Linked DNA regions of Mus musculus: region 2 is linked to region 1. Evidence: chromatin contacts called from public HiChIP or PLAC-seq data. All regions are on one chromosome and are shown on one strand. The core of a region is the stretch at or near the end of the contact, and the rest is flanking DNA. Distances in the headings are between cores, read along the strand shown.

The links. HiChIP or PLAC-seq counts read pairs in DNA pulled down with a chosen protein or histone mark.
Region 2: an H3K4me3 HiChIP or PLAC-seq map of embryonic basal ganglia shows a contact between it and region 1, with 3 times the contacts expected there. The contact joins the promoter of Gbx2 here to the enhancer-like site in region 1. A contact is called at or near these places in 16 of 39 promoter capture datasets (the C10 cell line, the HPC-7 cell line, HPC-7-derived erythroid cells and 8 more), 2 of 15 datasets of contacts at CTCF or cohesin (both in embryonic stem cells), 76 of 484 Hi-C or Micro-C datasets (B cells, the BV-2 cell line, DN2 thymocytes and 34 more), 23 of 115 datasets of contacts at active chromatin or transcription factors (astrocytes, bone marrow-derived macrophages, craniofacial prominence and 10 more) and 6 of 9 other capture datasets (adipose tissue, embryonic stem cells, embryonic tail and 3 more).

The regions. Positions count from the first base shown.
Region 1 is chr1:89,747,727-89,753,710 of GRCm38.p6, forward strand. All of the region lies in intron 11 of Agap1 (ArfGAP with GTPase domain, ankyrin repeat and PH domain 1), which reads left to right. Among named protein-coding and RNA genes, the nearest start is that of 4933400F21Rik, 67 kb to the left of the region's middle. Within about 2 kb of position 3,370, at least 33 of the 459 cell types and tissues checked have an H3K27ac peak or open chromatin away from gene starts, as enhancers often do. A contact at or near this core is called in embryonic basal ganglia, forebrain, pancreatic islet and 1 more, where this site is marked.
Region 2 is chr1:89,927,422-89,933,405 of GRCm38.p6, forward strand. It overlaps Gbx2 (gastrulation brain homeobox 2), which reads right to left and starts at 3,755. Exons shown (of 2, transcript NM_010262.3): 1 at 2,812-3,755; 2 at 541-1,722. The coding sequence starts at 3,334. The coding sequence ends at 1,199. It overlaps LOC102637806, which reads left to right and starts at 4,654. Exons shown (of 4, transcript XM_030244408.1): 1 at 4,654-4,727; 2 at 5,188-5,265; 3 at 5,748-5,814. The coding sequence starts at 4,684.

The sequences.
Region 1 (5,984 bases), core at 2,120-4,619:
TACACAACTGAGCATGGCCTTGAATTGCTGATCCTCCTGCCTCTGCCTCTCAAGTGCTGGAACTGTAAGGCATATGTCACCACACATGCTTTATTTAATAGTGACCAGAGTAGAACCCCATCCCTAACATTGGGTTTAATTACGGGCGTGGTGGTGGGTGGGGAAGGGGGCTCGTTGTTCTTTCTGGGTTTCTTCAGGTTGATTTTTGCCTAGTGGTTTTCTTCATTCAGATCCTAGAGAGTTTATTAATCCATTCCGTCTTCAAAATCTTCCAGTCATGGTGCTGATCTTTTTCTGGGGAAATCTCTTATGTAATCTCAGTGGTTCCATGGATGAAAGCCCCTAGATTTTATTTTCTTATCTAGCCATGTAACCTAAGTCATGGTAGTTGGATCAGCTATAGGACACATCTCATGAATAGAAGAATGTATGCCCCGCTCAGTACTATGGTGTTTGCCTAACTCTGCTCTGGACTGACTTCATTTCTCCCATCCGGTTTATGAGTTAGACGCAGTACTTCTCCCTGTGTCTGTTGCCTCCCGTGGTTACTTGGTCTGTTATGTGCCTAGGCTTGATCATTGCTCTGAAGATGGGGTGAGAGGGGCAGTTCCAAGCCATCCCTCCAGGAGCCCACCACCTCATTGGGGTCACTGCATCAAGCACACTGCCTCAGCCATTGCAAATACCATCGGTATTGAGGGGACAGATAGGGCCTGGCTCCTCTCCTGTTGCCAGGGCTAGGGTTCTGTTGCTCTTGCTCTTTTTCTTGCTGTTGCTTTTGTTTGGATGATTGTGTTTTGTTTTGTTTCTTTGAGACAGTGTCTCTGCTTAGTCCTGGCATCAAACTCAGAGTCCTCTTGCTCCGCCTCCCATGTGCTGGGGTTAAAGGTGTGCGCCATCATACCTGGCTAGAGATGTGTCTCTTTATGTATTTGGGATACCAGCGTAATAAGTTTCTCAGATATATTGTCATTGTTTGCTTTTATGCATTTCATAACTTTGTTTAAATTTAGAGATTCTTTTTCCTATGGGAATGTAGAAATGCTGCAACTGTTAAAATCTTGTTGTCATGGTAGCTTTTCCCAGTGAACCCCGTATACCTCATGCACCTTGTGTTTCTTGTGTTCCTCATGCTGGTCGATTCCCTCCCATTCCACATATATTTTGGGGGCAGTGGTTCATCTAGTAGCGTGCCTGCCTCACACACAGCCTGCCTCACACACAGTGCACAGTCTGATCCCCAGCACCACACAAGCTGGTTTCGGTCGGACATATCTCCCAGCATTTGAGAGATGGAGGCAGGAGATGCAGTTCAAGGTCATTCTTGACTACACAGCAACCTTGAGGACAGACTGGGATACAAGCATCTCAGCTAAGACAATACACGGAGCTGGTATGATGGCTCAGCAGTTAAAGGTGCCTACGACCAAGCTGTTGACCTGAGTACAGTGCCCAGGATGCACACAGCGGGAGGAGAGAACCAGCCCCCAACACTTGTCCTCAACCTCCACACACAATAAATAAGTATGGTTTTAAACGTTTTTTTTTTTAATCAAGTAGAAATAAGCATGAGTATAAGACAATTTTGATTAAGATGCTGCAGAAGAAAATTACTGCCATTGAGTAAGACAGTCTGCAAGTCAAACTCTTGAGTTGGCTGGAAGAGAAAACTTTGCAAGCCAAACCAAAAAGGTAACAGATGCCCCAGATAGGAGAGCAGTTCTGACCTGAGAAAACCCAGGTTGTAGGTGGGTAAGAGCAGTGCCCATGCAGGATGCTGGAGACAGAGTGAGCGCACCCTTCTCAGAACAGATAACCCTGACCTCTAGAAGCCAACTCTGAGCTTGATTGTTGACAGCCAGTAAGAACAGAAATAATAATTTTTAAAATGTCATTGGTTGGCTACCAATGTCATTAGTTGAAGAGAGAATATTTCTGTCTGAATATGTTTTGGGGGGGAAAAAAAAGTAAAGACCCACTCCAGCAAAAAAAAAAAAAAAAAAAAAAAAAATTCACATTTGGCAAAAAACCTTTCCATGACACATCTTTCCCTTTTCTGAGGTGGCTCCCCTCAGGATGCCCAGGGAAAGCTTCATTTCTGTTCTTTAGCAGGGAGCTTATGGGAGGGACCCTCAGTTGCCATGGTAACCAGGATTTATCAGTAGCTGCATCTTGACAGTCTCCCCAAGTTTAATTCCTAAAATCCATCCAAAGAAAGAGTTGAAATACCCTTACATGTTTTCTTTAATGAGTTTTTAGCTAACCTGGTTTGGTAAATCTATCTACACACATGTGACCTAGATAAAATTGTATCAGCCCTGGGGTTATCTGATGTCTCTATACAAAACAGAGAAGCTTATAGCTAAGAGTAGCCACTCTGGAATCAGAAATATAACACTGGACCCCATCCCCGCCCTCTGCCTCAGCTTCCCTGACTCTAACCCCTGTGCTCTTGGTCTCTGTGACTTCCAGGGCCTTATCATTGGTTCCTGACAAGGTAGGGTGGGGGAAGGGTGGCCAAATGATGTTTTTGAGTTGGCCTTTCAAGTACCTGCTAGTGGACAGATGACATACCTAGACCGTCCCCCACTAAATACTTAATTAGGTGGCCATGCTAGGTGGCCTGGGAAGTGTTCTTTGGGATCTCCATGGAGACCTCTCCCCTTTCCGTACCTTGACTTCAATTTGTCCGTGACTTCTGGCTTCGACATCTTTGTTCTGGGACCACATCTTATCTTCCTGTCCTCGTAGCATGTGTCTTTGTTGGGTTTCTGCAATTACGGTTTTTTTTTTCTTTTTCATTCTACCCAGGTTGGCACCTCGACCTCTGTAAGAGGAACCCTTACCCCTTTTCCTCCGCCTCCCCCACTTGAGGTCCCCAGCAGTTGGAGGCAGGCCAGCCCGCAGGAGGGCTGTGCTGATGATGCTCTGAGTACGGTGGGTGGGGGAGGGTGGACGGGAATGTGTTTGGAGTATTGAACTGCCGTTGACATCGACATTCTCAGCCATGCTGTTTTCTCCACACTTCAGCAATCAGGACATCCAGAAAACCCATAAAAAAACCAAACTAATAGCATGAATATTCAGTGACCTAGAATACTAATTATTGTCATGAATATTAATGGGATTGGACTTGCTCTCTTCTCTTTCACTCCCGTCCTCTTCCTCCCTCGCTCCCTCTCTCTTTTTTTCCACTTAGCCGGCTCTAAGGATGGGTCATAATGAGAGCATTTAAGAGGGAGCGCTCTCCTCCGTGACAGGGACCGGGGCAATAAGGAGAGCTTGATTAACGCGCGCACTTGGGGGAGACATGAGAGGCTTCACGTGGGCCTGTTCGGGGGAGGCGGCGAGGCACCGGCGGCTCTGTTGCTGCTCCCGGAGATTAATGAGGCCTAAGAGTGCATTAGGAACAGTGACAAAGGTTTGATCTAATGGGCTCAGTCATTTTTCCTTTGAGTGACAGACGCACAGAAGTAATTGGCTGTGCAGAATGGCAGCTCATTGGCGGTACTTAAGGATACATTATCCCCGTTGTGTGGCCCGCAGAGGCTGTTTATCAAAACTGCTCACGCTGCAGACGGAGTCGCTAAGCTGCTGTTACAGTGGTAATAGCTATTAAAGAAAAAAAATAATAACACAGCGTCCAAATGAGATCCGTTGTTGTGTCAGAGAGACAAAGTTTTTCTTTGTTTAGTTTCAAATGGTCTAGAAAACATTTTAATAACTTCAGAGTATGGGTGGGCAGCGCGGGTCCGCGGTCCCCTGCCTGTTTGTACGACAGCACTAGGCCCGAGGTCCTAGAGCTGGACCTCTCCTAGCCCTCCTTGCTCACCCACAATTCCCCAGGCGTTGGACTTTGGTTACAACATTCCACCCTCTGATACAGAAATGGGCACTTCTGCTAAATACCCTTCAGAGGAATGCAAGAACACGTGTCACCCGAAGCTACTGATTAGAAATTACTTTCCTTTTTTAAAAAAAAAATACCAATTATCATATGATACCTGGCTTCTGGAAGCCAGATTTATTAAAATAAGTTGTAATGGGTATTCAGTAATTAAATTTTGGCAATTAAATAATTGTTTGGTGACGGTTCTTTATTTTTTTTCATGATGTGAGTAACAAGTAATAAATATGAAGAAGAGGACATTTTTAGTTTCTTCTGAATAACAGACTTTCTGCTGTAGATGGTTGGGATGCAATTCAAAAAGAAACGAGAGTATGCTTCCAACTTGGGAAGGTTTTTCCTGGAAACTTGAACTATGGATAAAGTATTATTTTGTGTAAGTTTTGGCAAAGTGACCCAATTCTCTAGAATTTCCATGCAAGGTATACAAGGGATGTTGTGGTCCTGAACTACTCATTTCTATAGCAACCTGTAAGCCTATAAGTAAATAAAAGCGGCCCTAGAAACTTTTTACCTCCAGAGCATGGACTCCGTGCTTTCTCTAATGAAACCATAGGACATGCCAGGGAGACAAGCCCAGGGCAGGCAGAAGCCATGGTCCCAGTTGCTGCCCCAGCAGCCTTCTAGACGGAAAGGCCAGTGTGCAGACCTCAGCTTTGGCTGGAGAGAAGCTCAGAGGGAGTTGCTTGTTGGATCTGCCTACCTCTCCCCACTGGCACAGGACAGGCACTCAGAGTCTTCTGGTACTTTGCCATGTCCCATTCTGCTGGCTGGCTGGTTGCTCTATATTGACCCATCACGCAGACAGTTTTATCGTTCTGAAATACAGCTAGAGCATGGGGAAAACCCACAAGTGCCTTAATTCCTGTGCTAACGCTAACCCCAAGTATCCGTAACTGCTCTGTGCCGTCATTAGGTATAAGGTGTGTGCTACAAGAATTGAGGATGGGGTGGGGGATGGTAAAGCCACTGGGCCACCATGCCTTCCCTTAGAGGGACAATAGCCGAGTCCCCTCAAAAAAGTACTGTAAACTCAAAGTATATTTTGTGCAAAAGACACCTGTTGCACTGATCACATAAAGGAAAAAAGTATGTTTTAAAGGGCGCTGGAGAGACGACTTGGGGGTTAAGGACACTTCACTGCTCTTGCAGAGGACCCAGGTTTTGGTCCTAGCGCCCCTACATGGCAGCATACAATCATCTGTGACTCCAGTTCCAAGGGTTCTGATGCCCTCTCCTGGCTGCTGCAGGCACTGCATGCTTGTGGTGGGCATAGGTGCAAGCAAAAAATATTTGTATGTGTTAATACATATGTGTGTATGTATATATATATATATATATGTATGTGAATATGTGTGTATGTATATATATATATGTATGTATACATACACACACACACACATATATATATATTAAAGAACACTTAGGCATGACACTTGAGACTGAACATTTGGTTCTTTGGAAGTTGAGCCTAATAAGAAGGACCAGGTATAAAGAAATACCCTGGGAAGTTTTGTAAAACTGCTTTTCTGACTGTGGCTGTATGCTGTTGGTTTATACAAAAAGCCCAAGTTTAAACACCCCTTTGTGTAATGATTCTGTCCCTGCATGTACATTTGGTCATGTTACTTGCACCTGAGGTGGGTTGCCGCCAAGCAAGCAAGCTTCGTGATGGTTTCCCTCGAGCACCCACAGTATTTTTCCAGCAGGTACCAGTAATCACATGACAGTTGACAAAATGGAGGAGGGTTTGTACAGTTGAACTCTGAGTGCTGGTACGGGGGGGGGGGGGGTGGTGTGTGTGTGGAGACTTTGCCTTGGGAATACACATGTATTTCCAAATTACATCTCTTAGATGGAAACTCAGCTGAGATGCTCAGCACCAGCTCCTGAGTTGTGCCGAAGCTCTGATCCATCCATCCATCCCAAGGAAGGCTAGCTGCTTGGGATGGGGTGCTAGTAGCTTTGCTGCTCTCTCGCTCCCTGTTGCCCACTTCCAGAAAGCAGTCCTAGTTCCTCCTGTGTCCCACACTCGTGGTCCTTCTCTCTTCTCTATTCCCCTTTTAGAAGCTGCACC
Region 2 (5,984 bases), core at 2,505-5,004, 180 kb after region 1:
GGGGGAGGTGCGGGGGCCTTGGAGCTTACAGCCCTCCTCCAAGCCCAGAGCTGCCGGGAAGCCAGGCAGGGCTTGCTGGGTTCCGGCTCCTGTCGGAAGATAACGCCTGTAGCCTGATTTATGGATCCGAGGCCCTGAGAGCCAGCAAAGACCGCTGCTTTTAGGGTCGGAGTTTCTTCTAAGGAAACGCGTTTCTTCCCTGGCTGCATCGGATTTGGAGCCCCTGTGTCTGTACAAACCCACTACTACCCGAGCTTGCTTTCCCTCCTCTTCCGGCCAAAGTTTGCCAGTCCCCAGGCTATAATAGATAAAGACATGCAAAAAGAGGACATGCAAGATTCCTAAGATGAAAACTAGGCTTCCTTAAACTCACAGTTTTCCTCTCCAATTAAAAGCCTGTTCAGGTGCTACTTGGCTTATGGCCAGTAAGCCTCCATCCTGGTCGCAAGTCACTTAGCTGACCACACATTGGTAGTGCCCTCGAGGTGCCCAGGTGGTGGGCACTCTAACGAGGCCCCAAGGATTAAGCTTATAGTTTTTCCTTGCCTTTTTTTTTATTATTCACAAGACTGAGATTGTTTAAATGTCATAACTTATATGAAAATAAGCTACATTGAAATAAATTAAACACAACGGAGACGTGCTTCCGACATGGCTCAGATAGGATATACAAGGCCAGGAAAGACAGCCAGGCAAAGCAAACGAGCAGAGCAGAGTTCTAGATTGCTCCAAAATCAACCGACTGCTCTGCACTCAACTCAAAAAGCCAAAATAGAAACAAACAAACAAAAAATAACAATAAGAAGGTTAAACCGCAGTGTTTGTCCTTGTGTCTCCTGTTTACCTTTGGGCACGTATGGGAAGGTGGTCGCTGAAGGCGACAGAGTACAGTGGTGGTTTTGTTTCATCTGGAAAGTGTAAGGAGAGAGATTTGATCCTATCCCTTTCAAAACACTGCAGCTGAGATCCAGTCTAGATAGAGATCTATGTACAAAGTAGGGTTGTATAATAAATATTTAGTGTATCTTCTGGTGTGGCTGTAGCCCCCTTTAAGCCCGTCTAATGAATATACTCTCAATTTGCTTGGATGTCCACATCTAGGAGGTGCCTCTGAGTTCTGCTTTAAACAGTGGAGTCTGACACGGGTTCCTTCAGGTGTTAGGGCCTCTCCATGGTGGTGTCCACCCTGGCTGGGCCCTCAGGGTCGGGCCTGCTCCAGCTGCTGGTGTTGACTTCGAATAGCGAACCTGCTAACGTGAACAGGGATGGGGACGACAATCTTGGGGTTCCGAGAGGGCTCCCCCGTCTTGGAATTGGCGTTGCCTGCCTTGACACGTTTCCACTTGGCCCGGCGGTTCTGGAACCAGATTTTTACTTGCACCTCGCTGAGTTTGAGGGCGTGGGCGATCTGTGAGCGCTCGGTCAGGGAGAGGTACTTTTTGCAGTGGAATTCTTTCTCCAGCTCCAGCAGCTGTTCGCTGGTGAAGGCAGTCCGCCGCCGCCGGTTCTTGCCTGTGGACGTGGTGCTGCCTGCTGCACCGCCGCTCTGCGGGGTCTCCTCCAGTGCGTGGCCGGGGTCTTCTTCCTTATGAGCAGTCTGACCAGGCAAATTGTCATCTGAGCTGTAATCCACATCGCTCTCCAGAGAGAAGCTCTCCTCCTTGCCCTTCGGGTCATCTTCCACCTTTGACTCGTCTTTCCCTTGCCCTCGGACAGCCCCGACTGAAAGCAAAACCAAACGGCATTTTATTACATTTTGAACACTGCCTTCCCCAGTCCCTTCCCACTTGGGCACCTCACCCCTATCTCCCCCCAGCAGATTGTCTTTCTACCACATTAACACATTGCGATTTCCTGGCCTTTGAGGAAGGGGGTGGGGGGAGCGTGAGAAAAAGCTCAAAGGAGAGGAGGAGACAGTAGAGGCGACGGCCCTTTGCCCAGAACCATCACTCAAGGGGCTGCCATGTCTCCCGCTCACCCTCCCAGCCTCTAACAGCTTAAGTATCAGGATGCTGCTCGGACCTGAGGCCCAAGAGAATATCCCCTTTGTTTCCCTGGGGTCCAGGACTGTTTGAAGACCAAGGGGGAGTTCATGATCCTCCCCACCACCATCTGAACAACTAAAATTAAGTGAGCCTCAATTTCACAGCAGATGTGAGTGGTGTAGGGCCGATGCCAGCCCGCAGCTTTCTTGAGACATATCATTTGTGTCTCCTTAGGAGAAGTTTTCCACCCTAGAGTTCCTAGTGCGTGCATGTACACACACACACACACACACACACACACACAGAGAGAGAGAGAGAGAGAGAGAGAGAGAGAGAGAGAGAGAGAGAGAGAGAGAGTCTCGCAGGAATCTGATTCTCTTGGATGAACAGAGAACCCAGTGAAGATATTTGAGTCTGGACTCTATTGGGTACATATGCAACTGAAAAAAGAAAAAAACCAGCCCAATAAGGCCTCTCTTTAAGGTTGCAACACACCAAGGACCCTCAATAATCACAGCGTGTGTGTGTGTGTGTGTGTGTGTGTGTGTGTGTGTGTGTGTGTGCCAAACACGCCACCAGATGTGTGGCCTGGAGTAGCTAGCAGGAGAGCTCTAAACGCCTCCTTTCCCCAGGATCCTGCTTGTTGCTTGGCGTTAAATGCCCCATTGGAAAGCTCCGGTGGGCATCACCGCAACTCCTCCAGCTATTCCCGCAGAGGTCGGGCGGGGGCGCGGCCTCGTCCCCCGGGTCTCGGCGGGAACCCGGAGCTGGCCCGCCCCCACTCCCTCCCGTCCCCGCGTTCCGGCTGCGCGCGCCGCCGACTCACCGAGCGACGCCTGCACCGCTTCGGCCGCAGAGAAAGCGAGCAGCGAGCCCTCCTTGGCCAAGAAGGCTTTGCCGTCTTCCGCATCCGCTTGGAGCGCCTCGGCTTTGTCGAAGTTGCCGCCTCCGGGCAGTGGCTGTGGAGCGAACTTGCGGGCAGCCGCCGCCTCTTGGTGCTGGGGCGACGCAGAGAAGCCGCCGGGCAGAGTGGCCATGAGCGTGGAGGTGAGCGCCATGCCCTGCGCCAGGCTGGAGCAGAAGCCGGTGGGCAGGCTGGGGATCTGGTGGTGAGGGTGCGCGGGCGGCAGAGCGGGCTGCAGCGCTGCCTGGGGCAGCGCGGGAGGCGGTGGCGGCGGTGGCGGCAGCACCACCGGCCGGTAGGGCATGAACATGGGGTAGCCGGTGTAGACGAAATGGCCGGGACTGGGCTGCGGCGGGCTGCCGATCAGCGAGTCTATGCTGAAGGCGGTACTACTCCCCAGCGGGCGCTGCATCATCATCAGCGACGGCGGGAACGCTGCGCTCATAGACGCGTTCGGGAGAAGCCAGGGAGAGACGAAAAGTCCCCGTGTCCCGCCGCCGCCTGGAAGCCCTCCGGACGCTGGGAGTACCACCGGGAACTCCGGGCAGGGGCTGAGCGGTGCCCAGAGCGCAGACGCCGCCGCCGCCCCTCAGTGCAGGACCCGCAGCATACCCGGCCTGCACGGGTGCAGCCACCGAGCGCGATGAGGCCGTGCGCCCGGGATGGAGAGGGCGCCGGGGACCTCGCGTTCGCCGGAACCGCTCCCGGCTGCTAGCCCGTCGGAACGCGCGCGCTTCGCGTCTGCAGGTCTCGGCCCAGCTACCAGCAGTGCGTGCGTCCGTCCGTCTGTCCGTCCTGCAGTCCGTCGTCTCCCACGGGCGGCTGGGGAGCGCGCGAAGCCGGCGCACTTGTCTCTGGCGGGCGCCGCCAGCACCTTTAAATCGCGCTCCTCTTTCTCATTCACATTTTGCCAGCTGCCCAGCGGAGCTCGTGTCACGTGGGACCGAGCACCAACTCCTATTTGCTATTCAGGGGAAGGCGGGGCGAAATTAGGGCTCCGCCCCCTTCACCCAGGCGGGCCGCAAATGGGCTACCGGCGCCACGGTTGGAGCGTGCTGGCCTGGGAGCTGGAGCCTTTGCACCGCGCGGAGCAAACTTAAGAGGGACCCTTGCTACCTACCCGACTCAGACCCTAGAGTCCCTGGCATCCCTGTGGAGGCCTCATGAGAGGCGGCTTGGAACTGGCACCCGCCACCGATGGGCCGGGAGTGTTTTACTACAGCAGAACCCTGTGTGATGCTCACCTTAACCAGGGGCGCTCTGGTTGTGCCAAGGGTCCGGGCAAGGTCTCCGGATAGCGTTTAAGGTCTTGCCTCTGCAGGTCTGCTCCCAGAGGTGCGCCTGGGCCTGTCAGCCCTTGCTCACACGACACGGAAGCTGAATGGTTGCTTGCGGCCCGCTGGTGGCAGCGGGGCGGCCGGCGGTGGTCTCCCTCATTCCTGGTTGGGCCCTCCGTGAGCGATCCCTGCTCATTTTTCATGACATTCTTAATCATCGCACCTATTTACCCACTTTGCCAGCGTACACCAAAATAACAGCCACGATAATTATGATAATAAAGCGAGTCTTTTATCTGCTCCATCTTCAGGGAGGAATGGGGGGGGGGGTTGCGACGCCTCTGGATTGTATAACGTGAGATTATCCTGATGAAAGCTTTATGATGTTTGCTCAAATAAAAGCTGCGTTTTGTAAATAGGCACTAATTAAGCACGTTGGCAACGGAGGGAGCTCTCACCCTGGCTCTGCGCAGCGCGAGGACTCCTGGGCACGCGGTTCCCCTTTGCGGACTGCTGGATGGAGCTGAGTCCCTCAAGATATTTCCCCTGTTCTCGACAATGGTAAAAAGCCGGGAATTTGGGGGTTAGGAGATTGGAGGGATTGCGGCGAAAGGAAAGTAGGCATTTCTGGTCATCTTTTCTTATGTTGAAACAAACTTTCAAATCTTGTGTTCCTTTTAAAATGGGATCCTTTCGTGGCGAAGGCAGATCCTGCCAAGCGCGTTGGGCTTCCTCGGGTCCCCCTGCCTGTTCTTCAGATTCCTTGGTCTAGACGTCCTTTCGGAACTGCTGACAGCACCAGGCCAAGGAGCAAAGGAGGGCATTGTTATATAGGTCATTAAAAAATCAGTTCACCCGGAAGAGCTCTGGCTGGGGAGTTGGCTCATGTTGGACGTGTGTTATGTATCACAAGCACATTTAATTGGGAGATAAAGATAAATCGATCTTTATGAATTTATCGACCCGATTCTTTGAAGCTCTTCTTTCTCGGTCTTCCTCTTTCTCCCGCTCTAACCCCAAGGTCCCCCGGGGACGTCTCAATCCTAGAGATCTTCTCGGGCCAAGAATCTTGCCAGAGAGCAACTGCCCACCCAGAGAGGTAAGAGGGGACGATGAGTCCTTTGCATCTCTTGGCCAGAAGAAAACTCGCTGGCCCGGCTGCCAGCCGTCCTCCTCCCCCACCAGTGTCCCCTCCCCTCCCCTCCATCACCCGGACAAAGACATCTCAAACGCCTTTCCCCTCTCCGGGCCGCAGTAATAGATGGTTTCGGCAGCAGGCGGTTTGAAAGGAATTCATTAGGGCGCTGCCTGTGTTGCATCCCTTCACTTCACGCCCAGAACTCGAGATGGCTTAGGCAGTGTGAGGGGAAATTAATTCTCTTTGGGATACACGGGAAGGAGGTGTCTGTGGGATACCCAAGCTCTAGTCCCTGTTTGCCCACAAAAGAAGTTAATCGAAGCCCAAGGCAAAAGGCTGGTTTCTTCATGAGCATAATAAATACTCCCTCTTATTATGAGATACCTACAGTGACAGTCTTCAATGCCACTACCTTGTTGTTATCCCCTCTCCTCAACTTCTAGAATAACCGCTTCCTTGATTTACGCAACCGCAGCCAGGGACCTTCGTGCTTGCCTGCAAGAGGACTGGGTGAGCAGTTACTCATTCACCTGACTCTCCTGCCTTCCATTTTGCACTTTCACTGTAAAAAAAAAAAAAATTATTGTAGAGACTTCTGTCGCCTGGCCACAGGGAGAGACAAGGATCCCTTTGGCTATTTTAGTAATTCCATACTTAAAGTTCAGCAACAAGATTGAGGT